Linked DNA regions of Sus scrofa: all the other regions are linked to region 1. Evidence: chromatin contacts called from public Hi-C and HiChIP or PLAC-seq data. All regions are on one chromosome and are shown on one strand. The core of a region is the stretch at or near the end of the contact, and the rest is flanking DNA. Distances in the headings are between cores, read along the strand shown. Region 1 holds the start of UIMC1 (ubiquitin interaction motif containing 1). Region 2 holds the start of RNF44 (RING finger protein 44). Region 3 holds the start of TSPAN17 (tetraspanin-17).

The links. A called contact is a pair of places that touch in the nucleus more often than the background predicts. HiChIP or PLAC-seq counts read pairs in DNA pulled down with a chosen protein or histone mark.
Region 2: a contact with region 1 is called in a Hi-C map of epiblast stem cells, with 4 times the contacts expected there. The contact joins the promoter of RNF44 here to the promoter of UIMC1 in region 1. A contact is called at or near these places in 1 of 47 Hi-C or Micro-C datasets (epiblast stem cells) and 1 of 2 datasets of contacts at active chromatin or transcription factors (alveolar macrophages).
Region 3: a contact with region 1 is called in an H3K27ac HiChIP or PLAC-seq map of alveolar macrophages. The contact joins the promoter of TSPAN17 here to the promoter of UIMC1 in region 1. A contact is called at or near these places in 4 of 5 promoter capture datasets (fetal liver, fetal skeletal muscle, liver and 1 more), 27 of 47 Hi-C or Micro-C datasets (adipose tissue, alveolar macrophages, blood and 14 more) and 2 of 2 datasets of contacts at active chromatin or transcription factors (alveolar macrophages and skeletal muscle).

The regions. Positions count from the first base shown.
Region 1 is chr2:80,893,076-80,897,796 of Sscrofa11.1, forward strand. It overlaps UIMC1 (ubiquitin interaction motif containing 1), which reads left to right and starts at 2,556. Exons shown (of 15, transcript NM_001097447.2): 1 at 2,556-2,730. ZNF346 (zinc finger protein 346) reads right to left here and starts at 2,502. Exons shown (of 7, transcript NM_001244480.1): 1 at 2,287-2,502. The coding sequence starts at 2,461.
Region 2 is chr2:81,369,612-81,374,332 of Sscrofa11.1, forward strand. RNF44 (RING finger protein 44) reads left to right here and starts at 2,816. Exons shown (of 11, transcript XM_013994879.2): 1 at 2,816-2,855.
Region 3 is chr2:81,273,871-81,278,591 of Sscrofa11.1, forward strand. TSPAN17 (tetraspanin-17) reads right to left here and starts at 2,742. Exons shown (of 9, transcript XM_021084419.1): 1 at 2,488-2,742. The coding sequence starts at 2,574. EIF4E1B (eukaryotic translation initiation factor 4E type 1B) reads right to left here. Exons shown (of 7, transcript XM_021084422.1): 7 at 3,216-3,334. The coding sequence ends at 3,292.

The sequences.
Region 1 (4,721 bases), core at 1,306-3,805:
ACTGCTGTGGCTTGTGTAGCTGCTGTGATGCGGGTTCAATCCCTGGCCCAGGAAATTCCACATGCCACAGGCACGGGCAAGACAAACCAAAACCAAAACCAAACATATTGAGTGAGAGAAGCTAAATGCAAAATACTACATATATATGATTCCATTTATACGAAAAGTCCAGAAAAGGCAAATTTACAGAGACAGAAAAAAACTAGTGGTTGCCTACAGGAGGAGGTGAAAGTGAAGATTTAATGTAAAGCGGCACAAAAGAACTAACTGGAGTGACAGAAATATTCTAAATTAGATTAGTGCCATACAACCCCATAGTTTTACTAAAAATCACTGAATTGTACAGTTATTTTTTTTTTTTTTGTCTTTTGTCTTTTGTTTTGTTGTTGTTGTTGTTGTTGTTGTTGCTATTTCTTGGGCCACTCCCGCGGCATATGGAGGTTCCCAGGCTAGGGGTCCAATTGGAGCTGTAGCCACCGGCCTACGCCAGAGCCACAGCAACGCGGGATCCGAGCCGCGTCTGCAACCTACACCACAGCTCACGGCAACGCCGGATCGTTAACCCACTGACAAGGGCAGGAACCGAACCCGCAACCTCATGGTTCCTAATCGGATTCGTTAACCACTGCGCCACGACGGGAACTCCTGAATTGTACAGTTATAATGGGTGAATTTTATGGTAGGTAAATTATAACTCAATGAAAGTGCTAAGAGAAAAAACAAAAAACCAAGTTGAGTAGGACTTGGTATTACAGGTTATCTACCTAGACCTCAGATAAATTATTGGACAAAGTGAGGAAAGGAGAGAAATGTTCAAAGTGACAGTGTGCACACACAGACAGTTCACTTTTCAGCACACAGATGCTGTGTTCTCTGCTTCAGGGTATGCCTTCTCTGTTCCTTGAGGACAAAGGTCACTTCCTCTTTGTGCACCTTCAACTCTTAGATATTCCTCTTTAGTGCATCCACTACATTATACTGCAACTGTTTTGGTGTCTGCTTCCTGGACTAGACTACAAGCTCCTCAGGACAAGGACAGTATTTTCCTCATCTCTGTGGCTCTGAGGACAGCCAGTCTTGAGAACAGAGCAGGTGTCAGTGAATGTCAAATGAATGAAAGGAAAATTGCTGAGGTTGAGGGCGGAGGAGAGGCAACTTTGTGCTAAATACATTTGAATGTATGAGGATGAAGGAGACAGGTGCTCTATACTAATTTAAGAGTCAGACTGGACTAAGAAATATTCATCAGGGTATAGGTCTGCATACCACTCCAAATTTAAACATCTTCCTAGACAAAAATTCCATTTATCCCAGGGCAATCAGTTCACAAGCAACATATTTACTTTCCAAAATTAGTCTGCTCAGCAAGTAAACAAGCCTTTAGAGAAATCTGATTTCCCTGCAGATTACCTGACAGGATTAGCACAAAGGCCCAGTTTGTGTACTTCTGGGTTAGTTAAGCAGATAGCTCTGCTGACTGTGAAGGGTGTCACATAGCAGGGTCAGGGCAGCTTTTTCCATCCTCCTTTTTCTACTCCATCTTACTCAGTGCCAAGTCAACCTGGGAAGCTTCAGTCCAGAAGTGGCCCCCTGGGTAGCCTTGTGTATCCTGTTCTCCACAACACTGGGATACAAAGAAGCTGGAGTCAAAGTATATCCTGGTCAGGTTCTCAGGCTCCTGGCCCACATCTCTGAAAAGGGACCCAGCTGGTGGAGACAAGAGATATCAAGAAGCAGGGGGTAGGCCAGGGCTCGGTCACCAAGTCCAGGAAGGACAATGGTGTAAGGCCTTCTAGGGCCCTCGGAAGTGTAGGGCATGAGAAGGGAGGCAAGAGACACTAGGACCGGGAAACCTGGAGATTGGTATAGTGAAAGGGCTAAGAGTCTGGCCAGGCGAGGAAGGTTCTGCAGATCTGAGACGGTGATGACGGCACGCCCAGATGATTCCAGTCCTGGAGTTTAGGAAGATATGCGCTCTGGTGCATGAAGAAGGCGGGGGAAAGAATCCCACGCCCGAGCATGAAAAGGCCCTTGATCATTTGCACGCGATTCTTGGGGTGCCGCGGTCTCGATTTTCAGTGGAGCTACCCACGGCGCTCGGGCCCAGGTGGGGTGCACGAGTCAAGGGAGTCCCGGGGCGCGTCGCGCAAGGGGACAGGTCGGGCGCCAGGGGGTGTGACCGTAGACCCGGGGGCTGATCCGCATTCTCGCCCCGCGCTTCCGCCACTCCCGAGGAAATGAACAGGCGGGCGAGGGGATTCCTGCCTCTGAGACCCCCGGACTCACCTGCCTCCCTCCCCACTGGTTGGGCCCCGGACACTGCTTCCCAGAGGCGGCGCGCCCTCTCGCGGTCGAAGCGCAGCGCATCCAGCTCCCGGCCCTCCCGCTCCTCCGAGCTGTTGTATAGCTGGGCCACGCCGCTGTCCGCTGCTTCCACTGAGCCCAACGCGGGATACTCCATCTTCCCCGCAAGCTCTAACCTGCCGATAGCCGCTCAGGAACGTGGGTCTCGCGAGATGTGGGTGGGAGGGTGACTTTGCCCGGCCTACAAATCTCGCGAGGTTTGGGCACCGCAGACTACGTTACAGTGCGGGAGAGCGGCTACCTTTTCAACGCTGCTGCTCGGACATCGGAGGTTGTGAGTGGAGTTGGTCGCGGCTTCCACGGCAGCCCCCTCCCTCCGGGACAGGCTCGTGCAGTCCTTGGCTCAGGTTTCTCACATTGCTCACGGTCAGCTTTTGACACTTCTCGTTTCATACTCATGAAAGCCCTGTTATGTGGGAATATATTTGTTTCACTAGTAGGGAAACTGAGGCCCAGAACTTAAAAATGGCTTACTCAAGAGTTCGTTCCTAGTAAGTGGTAGAGCTGGTTGTCCATTTCCATGATTCGATTACTATTAATATTACATACCATTTGAGTTCCAGGTACTAACCCCCAGCCTAGTCTTCCTGCTAAACTGTACTCCAACGTAACTGTCACAAGCTGAAATTTATTCCAACCGCTGCGTCTGCTCCTTCTTCAGTCTTTCCGAGCACTCTCTCGCGCGACAATTATTTTAGCATCCTCACCGGCCCTTTCGTTTATCCCTCAGGTATTCTCCCAAAACAGCAGCGCCAGAGATCCTCTTTTATTTTATTTATTTATTTATTTTTGTCTTTTAGGGCCACACCTGCTGCATATGGAAGTTCCGGGGTTAGGGGTTGAATCAGAGCTGCAGCTGCAGCTGCTGACCTACGCCACAGCAACTCAGGATCTGAGCCGCTTGTGCGACCAACGCCGCAGCTCACAGCAACACTCGATCCTTAACCCACTGAGCGAGGCCAGGGATCAAATCCGCATCTTCATGGATCCTGATCAGGTTCTTTTTCGCTGAGCTACATGGGGAACTCTCAGAGATCCTCTTTTAACAAGCCACATGGTGGCACCCCGGCGCTGAAATTCTCCAAAACCTTCCTATCTTACTCTTTGTAAAAGTCGAAGTCCTTGGTTTAGCCAGTAAGGCCTATACAGTATGACTTCTCTTAACCTCCCTGACCTCATCTCCTGTTGTGTTAGCTTCCAGCCCCTTCATTCCTGTCCCAGTTATCCTGGCCTTTTCCCCATATAGCCTTGTGGCTCTTCTCTTTATTTCCTTCTCTGGCTGTCCTAGCTGAAATTTTGCCCCTCCACATACACTTCATATCCTCCTTTCCTGCTTTTTTTTTTTCTCCTTAACACTGACTGTTATCAGATATGGTATTGTTTTAATCTTGTTTATTGTTTCCCCACTAGAAGGCATGCCCCAGGAGAGCAGAGATTTTTGTTTATTTTGCTCTCAGCTGAATCCCCAGCATCTTGAAATAGAGCCTGAATCTTCATAGGTACATAGTATATATTTTTTCAATAGTGAAACTTTTGATATAAAGTTATTTCAAATGCTTATTGAGAATTTACTATGAGCTAGATGTTGTTTTGGGCATTGGAATACAGTGGTGCACAAGATAGATGCGGAAGCTCTATCTTGCTTTTTATTCTAGTGAAGGAAAGTGTAATAAGTCAACAGATAGTGCTAACTGCTAAGGAGAAAATAAAACAGGAACACACATTGGGTGAATGATATGGGAGGAACATTAGTCAAAGTGGTCAGAGAAAGCTTCTGAAGAAATAGTTGACCTAAGACCTGATTGGTAAGAAGGGGACACCATGCAAAGAACTGGGGAGGAATGTTCCAGGAGAGGAAATAGATGCAACGGTAGGAGTGAGCTTGCTGTGTTGGAGGAACAGGAAAAAGGACAGTATGCCTGTATTCCAGTGAACAAGGTGGACATTGGAGTCGTGGTGTCAGATGAGGAAGGAGAGAAAGAGATTTTTCTTATCTGAGATCACACAACTCATCAGTGGTATTTATTTATTGAGACTGCAAATAGTGAGCGCCAGCTCTGTGTCAGGCCTCATGTCAGGCTCCAAAGCTTCCAGTGCAATAGATGACTGGTGTTTGTGCAGAGCTTTATAGTTATGAAGCACCTTTAACATATAGGAGTTTCCACTGTTGGACAGTGGGATCAGAGGCATCTTGGGAGCTCTGGGATGTGCGTTCCATCCCACCACTGCAGCTCAGATCTGATCTCTGGCCTGGGAACTCCATATGCTCCAGGGCCACCACAAAAAAACAAAAAACAACAACATACATTGTAACATTTAATCCTCGAATCCTGGGGGTGGTTCTCTCTTATGTAGAT
Region 2 (4,721 bases), core at 1,566-4,065, 480 kb after region 1:
AACTACAATGAGGTATCACCTCACACCAGTCAGAATGTCCATCATCAAAAGTCTACACACAATAAATGCTGAGAGGGTGTGAAGAAAAGGAAATATAAGCTGGTGCAACCACTATGGATAACAGTACAGAGGTTCCTTAAAAAACTAAATAAATATAGAACTACCATATGGTCCAGCAATCCCACTCCTGGGCATGTTTCTGGAGAAAACCATAATTTAAAATGATACTTGCACCCCAGTGTTCACTGCAGCATTATTTACAATAGCCAAGACATGGAAGCAACCTAAATGTCCATCACAGAGGACTGGATAAAGAAGATGAGGTACATATATACAACGGAATACTACTCAGCCATGAAAAAAGAAAGAGTCGTTTGCAGCAACATGGATGTCACTAGAGATTATCAAACTAAGTGAAGTAAGTCTGACAATGAAAGGCAAACCTCATATGATACCACTTATCTGTGGAATCAAAAAAGAGGATACAAATCAACTTACAAAACAGAAATAGACTCAAAGATTTTGAAACCAAATTTATGGTTATTGAAGGGGAAACATGGTAGGGAGAGGGATAAATTAGGGAGCTGCAACTGACATATGCACACTACTATATATAAAATAGATGGGTTTAAAAAAAAGAATTTAGGGAATTCCCGTCCTGGCTCAGGGATTAACGAATCTGATTAGCTCCATTAGGACGCAGGTTCGACCCCTGGCCTTGCTCAGTGGGTTAAGGATCTGGTGTTGCTGTGAGCTGTTGTGTAGGCCAGCAGCTGCAGCTCTGATTGGACCCCTAGCTTGGGAACTTCCATATGCCACAAGTGTGGCCCTAAGTAAATAAATTAATTAAATTAAATAGATGGGTAAAAAGGATGTACTACAATAGCATAGAGTAACCTACTCAATACTGTATAATAACCTATATGGGGAAAGCATCTGAAAAAGAATGGATATACGTATAATTGTTTTACTTTGCTATACACCTGAAACTAGCACAACTAGCACAACTTTGTAAATCAACTATACTCCAATAAAATTAAAACAAACAAACAAAAAAAAACTTCTGGAGTTCCCTGACAGCCTAGTGGTTAAGGATCTGGTATTGTCACTACTGTGGCACAGGTTCAGTCCTTGGCCTAAGAACTTCCACAATGCCATAGCTACAACCAAAAAAAAAAAAAAAAAAAAAATACTGACTTCCAATTATAAGATGAGTAAGTTCTGGTGATCTAATGAACAGCAAGGTGGCTAGAGTTAATATTGTATCTATCTTATGCTTGAAAGTTGCTGTGAGAGTGGAGCTTTAATGTTCTCATGGCAACAACAACAACAAAATAGTAACTGTGTAGGTGAAGGATGTTAACTAATCTTATTTTGGGAAACATTTTACAATACATACATGTATTGAACAATACTGTATACCTTAAACTTACATAATGTTATATGTAAATTAGATTGCAATAAAGTTGGGGGTGGGGAGGACAGACAAATGCAACAGATTGGATCTCAAAAACTTGATGCAGAAGGAAAGAAGACAGAATTTATACAGCCAGCCATTCCATTGACACGAAGTTCTAAGCACAGAAAACAAATCTACAGTGATAGGAACCAGATCAACAGTTAACATCCGGAGGAAGCTGATTTGGAGGGGCCAAGAAGGAACTTTCTGGAGTGACTGAAAATATTCTAGATCTTGACTGGATTTTTGTTAATACAGAGGTATACATTTATGAAGACTGCACTAAGCTATACGCATGAGACTTTTGCATTTTACTGTACAGTTACAAAGTACATCCTGAATTAGGCTTTAATGTAGTTCCTATTTTAAAAAGAAAGAGAAAACAAAACAAAACAAAACCATTTATTTAAAGGATGAGCCAGAGTGAGGCAGAAAGCAGGCTCTGGATATCGGACCTGAGAAGAAATCCTGGGCCCTGTCACTTCCTAGCAAAATCCTTTCAGCTCGCTATGCTTCAGGGTTCAAATCTACAAAAGAGGGACAATAAAAATATTTCTTCACTGGGTTGCTGGACATTAAGGTAACAACTAAGTTAATTTATGTTAAGCACTTAGAACATTGCTTAGCACATGGGAAGAGCTCAACAAATATAAACTTTAAAAAATAAGTCGGCTTCGAGGCAGCGGGCTTAAAACAGCCCTCCTCAGAAGTGCCAAGTTCTAGGTTGAGAAAAAGGGTCCTCCTGGCGCCAGCCTCTGAGAGTCAAGACATGCAGAGACTACAATTCCCGGCAAGACCCTGCGGGAGTGGGGCGCGCTGGGAGTCGTAGTCCTCTCGGGCTAATTATACCCACGGATGCAGGCTGCTGGGATCCCCTCTGGGACTGCGGATGCCTGGCCTGAACAAGTATCGGCTGTGGTCCAGGCTCTAGCGATGGATATAGGCGTTCTTTTGTCACTAGAGTCTCCCTACCTCTGGAAGGCGGTATTATCGCTTCCATTTCACAGACCGAGGAAACTGAAGCTCAGAGAATGATTCATAGTGAGAAACCAAGCTTTGCGGGCCCCAGTCTTTGCTCTTTGTATATCGATACCTGACTAACCCACAAAATTCCGAGGCTTGGGGGAGCAGAAAAAACTGTCCGCGAAGCGAAGGTTCTTTAAACGGCCACGGAGTCATTATTATCTTTCCTATTTAGTCACACATCCAAGGTCACACGGGTAATAAGGTGGAAGCTGGTCTGTCAGGCCCTGGACGCTTCGTCCTTGCGCGCCCTTTGCGGCTGGACACCGAATGGGCGTGGCCGAATCACGCCCCGCCTCCTCCCACCCTCCGCTCCCGCGCGTTTGGTGTAGTCCAGGTACTTCCACACGCGCGCGCGGGAGCGAGGGTAAAGGTACGCAGCTGGTGTGGGCTCCGCGCGCGCGCGGGCGCGCGCGCCCAGGTGAAGAAGTCCGTGGACGGTTCCACTGTGTGGGGCCTGTGAGGCCTGAGGGGCTGCCGCGGCCGGCGGCGTTCGAGCCGTAGCGGGACCGGGACCCCCGGCTGCAGCGGGAGCGACGCGCCGGCCGCTCGGTGGGGGTGGAGCCCCGTCGCGGCCCCAGGTAACCCCCGGCCTGAACCCTACGCCGTGCTCCCCAGGCGCGGGGCCAGCGAGGACGGAGCGATAGGGGGCGGCCGCGGGCTGGCAGGGTAGCGCAGGGACTTCCAGTGAGGCCGCTGCCTGCCTCCGCAGGGCCACAGCTCGTTGTCTCCGAACCTGGCGCCAGAGCCCCTTCGCCCGCCAGGTCCAAGTGCCCCAGTATGCGGAGCGCCTGGGAACAGCAACTCCCAGCGTGCCCTGCGTCCCGCGCATGCCCCTCTCACATCCGCTGGCGGGTTTCGGCTTCGGCTGGGGCCCTGGCGTCCAGGCAGAGCAGCAGCTCTTTGGTCTCGTCACGTCTGTCCCAAACACTTTTCCAGTGCTCCATGTCCCAGCCCCTGAAATCCAGAGCGACCCGAACCCTGCCCCGGAGTGGCTCTGCCTCTGAGGAACAGACCACAGCATGCCAGCTGCGTCGTTACTACTTTGAGGGTGTAGAAAGGTGGGCGTTCCAGAGGGTCTGTGTCTTGCCAAGGTCACACAGCTGAGGGCCTTTGAGCCCGAGTGGAGATGTTGCCGGGGGCCTAGAAGGCGATGTGGGCGTAGGAAGCTGGCCTTGGAGTAGGCAAGACACTTAAGATGGAGGGAAAACGGAGAATTCGATTGGACTCATCTCTCTGGATTTGCCAGGCTCCCCCACTCTCGCAGCCCCCGATTTTCATCTTTGGATGATGTGACAGTACCTGCTCCTTCCTCTGCAGACCCTCTGAGATCCAGTGGTGAGACCTACACAGGGGAGGGAGTCAGATATGGGAGCCCCTCCCAATGCCATACCCTCAAACCTCAAGCATTCAAGTTCAGACCCTGACCCAGAAAGTTAGGCAGGTACCACAGAAGGTTCACACACAGTCAGAGCCACTAATGACTCACTGAGGTAGGTACAGTCACTCCCATTTTACACCTGGGCAGACTCACAGAGGCGATGACTTCCTCAAGGTCACCAAGATGTTGAAAGGCAGAGCCAGGGTCCAAGCTCAAGTGGGCTGGCTTCAGAGGCTCTGTTTTTAACCATCGTTGTATGCCTGCCGCCTCAGTAGCCTATAGGAGATGAACAGCATTGCTCCACACACTAAGTGCTCAGTAAATATCTATCAGTAGTGTCCTCATCATCCTGATTTTATAGATGACAGACTGAGAATGTATAACTGGAGTGAGGCCACATGGCTGACCAAGTCTCAGAGCTGGTGCCAGAGGGCTGCAGACCTGAGCCCAGACCTGGGAACACCTTCACACACACACCCCATCCTCCCACCCTATGCACAGACAACTTCTACTTTTTAGGGGAGCCAGAGCTTGGGGCTCAGGGATGTTCAGGGTGCCTCCCTGCCCTGAGCAGAGAGGACTTGGCAGGGAGCCTATCAGTCCCCATCCTAGAGTATGAGACTCTGGACTCAGGTCTGTTGCTCTGTGGTCACTGGGAGGTCCATGCTCTGAGCTACTAGGCTGTGCTGTGTGTCCCTGGATGGTCTTTCAGTCTCTGTTCTGCCAGCTCCTCTTTGGAAGGCTACTGGCCCCTGCATCTGGAGGAGGTTTTGAGGGGGTCTTAGAAGAAAAGAGTGGAGTACTTTCTGACCATGATGTAGGGAAGGAGGCAGCCAGCTGTCCAGGCTCTTAGGTAGG
Region 3 (4,721 bases), core at 1,492-3,991, 380 kb after region 1:
CCTCCCACTGCTGTACTCTTTTCTAGAAATATTTTTCCTTCCTTCCCCTACACTGGATCTGGGATGTGAAACCAAACACCACTTCTGCCTCATCCCACTTGATCCACCCACAGCCTTCAGAGAGGGAAGGATCACGATCACTACTTTATCTTTCCTGAATTTCTCCATGGTTAATGCAAGGCCATTCCTCCCTCCCGCCCCTTTTCTCAGCCTCCTTCCTACAAAGCTCTGCTTCACCTGCGCAACTGTGCACATGGCTACTCCCTCCCCCACCAGGTTCCCCCTTTGGCCTCTACCCTCTCCTCTCACTCACCTTTCACGCCATCATGACACTGGCATCTCATGATCTCCACCTGAACCTCTCCCTGGCTCTAGAGCCCTTCATCCCCCTGCCTGCTGCAAACACTTCCACATTCCAGGCTCCGTTCCAAGTGCCAGATATACATCAGTGAATAGGACACATGAGCTCTCAGCCCTCATGAAGTTTACACTCCAGTGGGGAAATCCACAGTGAACAAGCAAGGTAATTTCCAATACCAACAGAGCCTTTAAAGAAATCAAACAGGGTGATGCCATGGGGAGTGACTGGGGTGGTGGGAACGTGGTGATGACATTTTCAATGAGGTCTGAGTGATGGAAAGGCGTATTGAGGAGTAGAGAATTCCAGGCAGAAGGACTGGCAAAGGCCTTTAAGATCGTGTTTGGTGAAGCAAGAGACAAACTGAACAGGTAGCAGGGCCAGACCCCACAGGGTATTGTGGGCCACAGGGAGGAGTCTGGACTGTATTCTAGCGAGAAAAAAATGGCAAGGTTTAGCAGGGTGACATCAGGGTCTGCTTTCAACTAAAACAAACAAGCAAACCCCTGGGCCTGTTTCACAGGTACCTCCTTCAGGCCACCTTGATCCAAACCCAAACCCCCAAGGGGCCTCGTCCTGGAAATGAGGCCTCATAACTCCCCCTGGAGCCTTCCTCCTCGCTCCCACCCACCCCAGCTTTGCACCAGCCCTCCTCCCTGGTCTCCTTACCTCCAAGCCCTGCCCCTCACTCACCCATGGCAGCCAGACACATCTGCCTCCAGTACAAAAGCTAGAGCAGACCCATCACCCAGCACCAAAGCCCTCAGTGTTCCCCACTGCCCTGAACATAAAACACAAACTCTCTGCCAAGTCCTGGGGTTTTTCACACTCTGGCTCCTCAGCCTCTTAAACAAGTCTGGATCACTCATACCTCTCCCCCCTTGACATCTGGGGGCTCCCTGTCACCTTGGCTCTGCACTTACTGGTTCTGTGAGTCTGGGTTAAGTGACTTAACCTCTCTGTGCCTGTTCCCTTGCCTGTAAAATGTAGATCATAATAAAGTAGCTGCAAGAATACAGTAAGTTATAATTCACTTAATCTGCTTGATAGCCCTGAGGGACAGACTTCATTTTTCACCCACCCGCTGGCCGGGAAGCTGAGGCCCAGAGAGAAGTAACTTGCTCACAGTGTCACAGCTAGGCCTGCTGCACCCAGAGTCCCAGACTGCCCCCTCCAGTGCTCTTTGCACATGGCCCCCACCCTTGAGATCTAGGCACTGCTGAGGCCAAGGGACAACCACACTTCATGAGTGGCATGTGGGTAGAGGGTAGTGCCACTGAGTCCTGCTGAACTAAAATGAATGGGCCTGGCATTCTGACCCAAGGCAACAGAAGCAGAGACTGCAGAGGCAGCAAGTAGCCTTGGAGAGATGGGATGGGGGAGGGAAAAGGGAAAGATGACTTGGCAGGGCCCAGGGGCACAGATGCCACCCTGGGAGGGGCACCAGCAGCTCCCTTCTCCAGACAGGGGCAGCCTGGCTCCAAAGCCTAGGTTTGGTCAGCAGTGGAATGTTGAAATCTGTTCCCCAGGGCTGGCTCTCCTGGCTTCTCATCAGGGGATATCCCACTGGCCCTGGCTGAGAACTAGGGCGATTGGCCCTCCCTGACCACAAGCCTCTTAGTTGGGGGACGGGAGGAGGTTTTGACCTAGCCCTCTTTGTAGGAGCTTAAGGCAAAGCAGCAGGCCCAGGTGCTGGAAAGGTAAAGTGGCAGGGGAGTGGATCCAACCATGGAGGCTCTCCTCCCTATGAGCAAAACCAGGGGTGGGGCCCTGTGCACCCCCCACATCCCAGAGTAGCAAGGGGGCTGGTAGGGATAGGAGGCCACCTGCACCAAGCGTGGCCGTGGGGGTCCTCAAGGACCCTGTCTCTGTCAGGTCTTAGGAAGACCCCGGAAGACTACCCCTCCCCGCCCAGTACCGCAGTGGCTGAGACCCGCCCCCTGCAATCCAGGCCTCAACGCAGTTCCTTCGGGTGGTCCTGGGGGTGGGTGTGGAGGTGGGAGTGGGAGGAAAGAGTGGGGAGACGGTCCCAAGTCCTTGTGGCAGAGCGCGGTCTCCCCCTAGTAAGGGCCTGAGCCCCCTTCTCCTGGCATCCCCAGCACAGGGCCCAGAACCCACCCAGCGCTCACCCAGAAGACGATGTTGAAGCCAAACAGGAAGTATTTCCCGCAGCAGCCGACCTCGGGTTCCTGGAAGTGCTGGTGCTTGCCGGGCATGGTGAGAGGCCGCCCGCCGGCCCGGGAACCGGAGCCGGGGGCTAGGCCCAGCCCTCCGCGGGCCGCCCTGGGCTAGAGCCGCCCGGGGCCTAGCCCGGCGGCTGCGGCTTCATGGCCTCTGCCGCACAGAGCGCCGGTCGGGCCCCGCCCTCCCAGCAGGGACCGCCCCTCAGGGACCGCCCCCGGCACCCGGACCGCCCCTCACTAGGTTCCCCCCAGAGCCCTGACTCTAGGCCTGCCTCCGCCTCCGCCCCCAGCCCTACTCTGCCACCCTCCACTTGGAGCCCCGCCCCTGGACCTCTCTCCAGGCCCGCTCCTGTAAGGCACCACCCCAGGCCCAGACCCTCCCCCACGACTCAGACCCCTCGGAGCTCCGCCTCTAGGCCTGACTCCGCCCCTTTGGCCGGCCGCTGCTGCGGACTCCCGCTTCAGACCCACCTGAGACACCTGCTGAGGGCGCCGCAAGCCGCAAGCTGGAAAGAGCCTCAATTCCTCCCACCTCAGTTCCTCCCATATCGCAGAGTTCGGTACCAGGGCCACCCCAATCCCCGGCTTTGCTGTCAATGCCCAACCCTGGAGAGGAGTAACCACTGCTCTCCTGAGCGAGTGGAGGATGGTAAAGGATGGCTATGTTGACGGTGTTTTTAGCACACATGCAGGATGTTTTATTACAGTGGAGTCGAATCACAAGCGCTTCTCATTGGACGAAATTCAGTTCTACTTCTTCTGGTTCAAACTCAGAAGTGATGACACCTGGGTCCTGTGAAGACTACACCTGTTGTTCCCCGCTGCTTCGGTTTTGCCAAGGGCATACACTGCATCTCCTGGGTCAAACCCCTTTGGTGGTTGACACCCACCCCCATTCCGCGTCTAACCCCTCTCCTCTGTACCAGCTTAGGCCCTACTCAGGCTGCTTGGTACCCAAGTTTTTCACAGGAGCCCTCTCAAGGCAGGACTGGAACAGATCAAGGTTTGGGGAAATCTTAATTTCAGAGCCCTCAAAATAATTTATTTTGTTTAAAAGTATTTATTTAGAATAGGTACAGAAAGGGGCTTAAGCTCCATCACCTTTCAGTTAATCCATGTCTAGTAGAAGGCCTGACCACCACGGCCTCCTCTCCTGGGTCAGGCCTTCATCCACCCCCACCCCCCATAAACTAGGAACCCATACTCAGCTGGCTGCTGGAAGGTGTGGGACACAGGGTGGGCTCCAAGGCTGCAAATCTCATGGAAGCAACCATGAAAGTTTTGAAAAAGCAGAATGATCACTCAAGAGACTCCCGTCCCTGAGCACTAGCTCTCAGGGTGTCAGTGAGCTCCCTCCCCCAAAATGGAAGAGTCTGGCCCTCAGGCCACCTGGCCTGCTTCCCCCAGGTAGGGGCACCAAGGAAGCTCTGGATCCTAGGATTTGCTCCTGTTATCTTTCCACCTGCAGATGAGCCCCCCACCCCGTGACTCACTTCACCCCAGTTTACCCAACCCACCCCCAGGGTTGAAACAAGGCCACCTTTGTGCTGCCCTGGCCCTCAGGTTGCCCCTACCCACCCGAGCTGCCCCTAGGCCTGGGCCCCAACTCACATTAAAGAATGTTCATATACACTCCAAGATAGGTGAAAACCATGCCGTCTGCCCTCAGCCCAGCACCCCCCCCCCACACACACACAGCAGTGGAAAGCTCAGGGGCAGCCAAATGGGCAGTGGTGCCAGGGTCCCCTCACACCACAAATTTGTTCTTGGCTAGGGAGTTACTCTTGGTGGCCGTGTCTGCGTGAGCCTGGTACCCAATGACGGTCTTTGTGGAGAGGCCCAGGCGCTCTTTGTAGACACGCCTGGGAGGCAAGTAGAAGAGGAGATGAGACAGGCAGTCATTAATGGGTCCTGGAAATAACCTGGGACCCTGGGTCCTTGGCCCGATGTCCCTCCTCTAGTTCCAGCCACAATCACGCCTGTTGTGTGTGTCTTACCCACGTGGAAACCCAAAATGTGACTAATGCGAGACAGAAAAGGTCTGTTCAGTAACAGTTTGAAATCCAGATTCCACACCCTTTATAAAAGCGGGGAAGAAGGAAGGGGGAGACAGCCTGGAGAGTTCCAGAAGTCTCTCCTGCTGGCCAAGTCATGCCCCTCCCTCGGTTCCACCTTCTCCC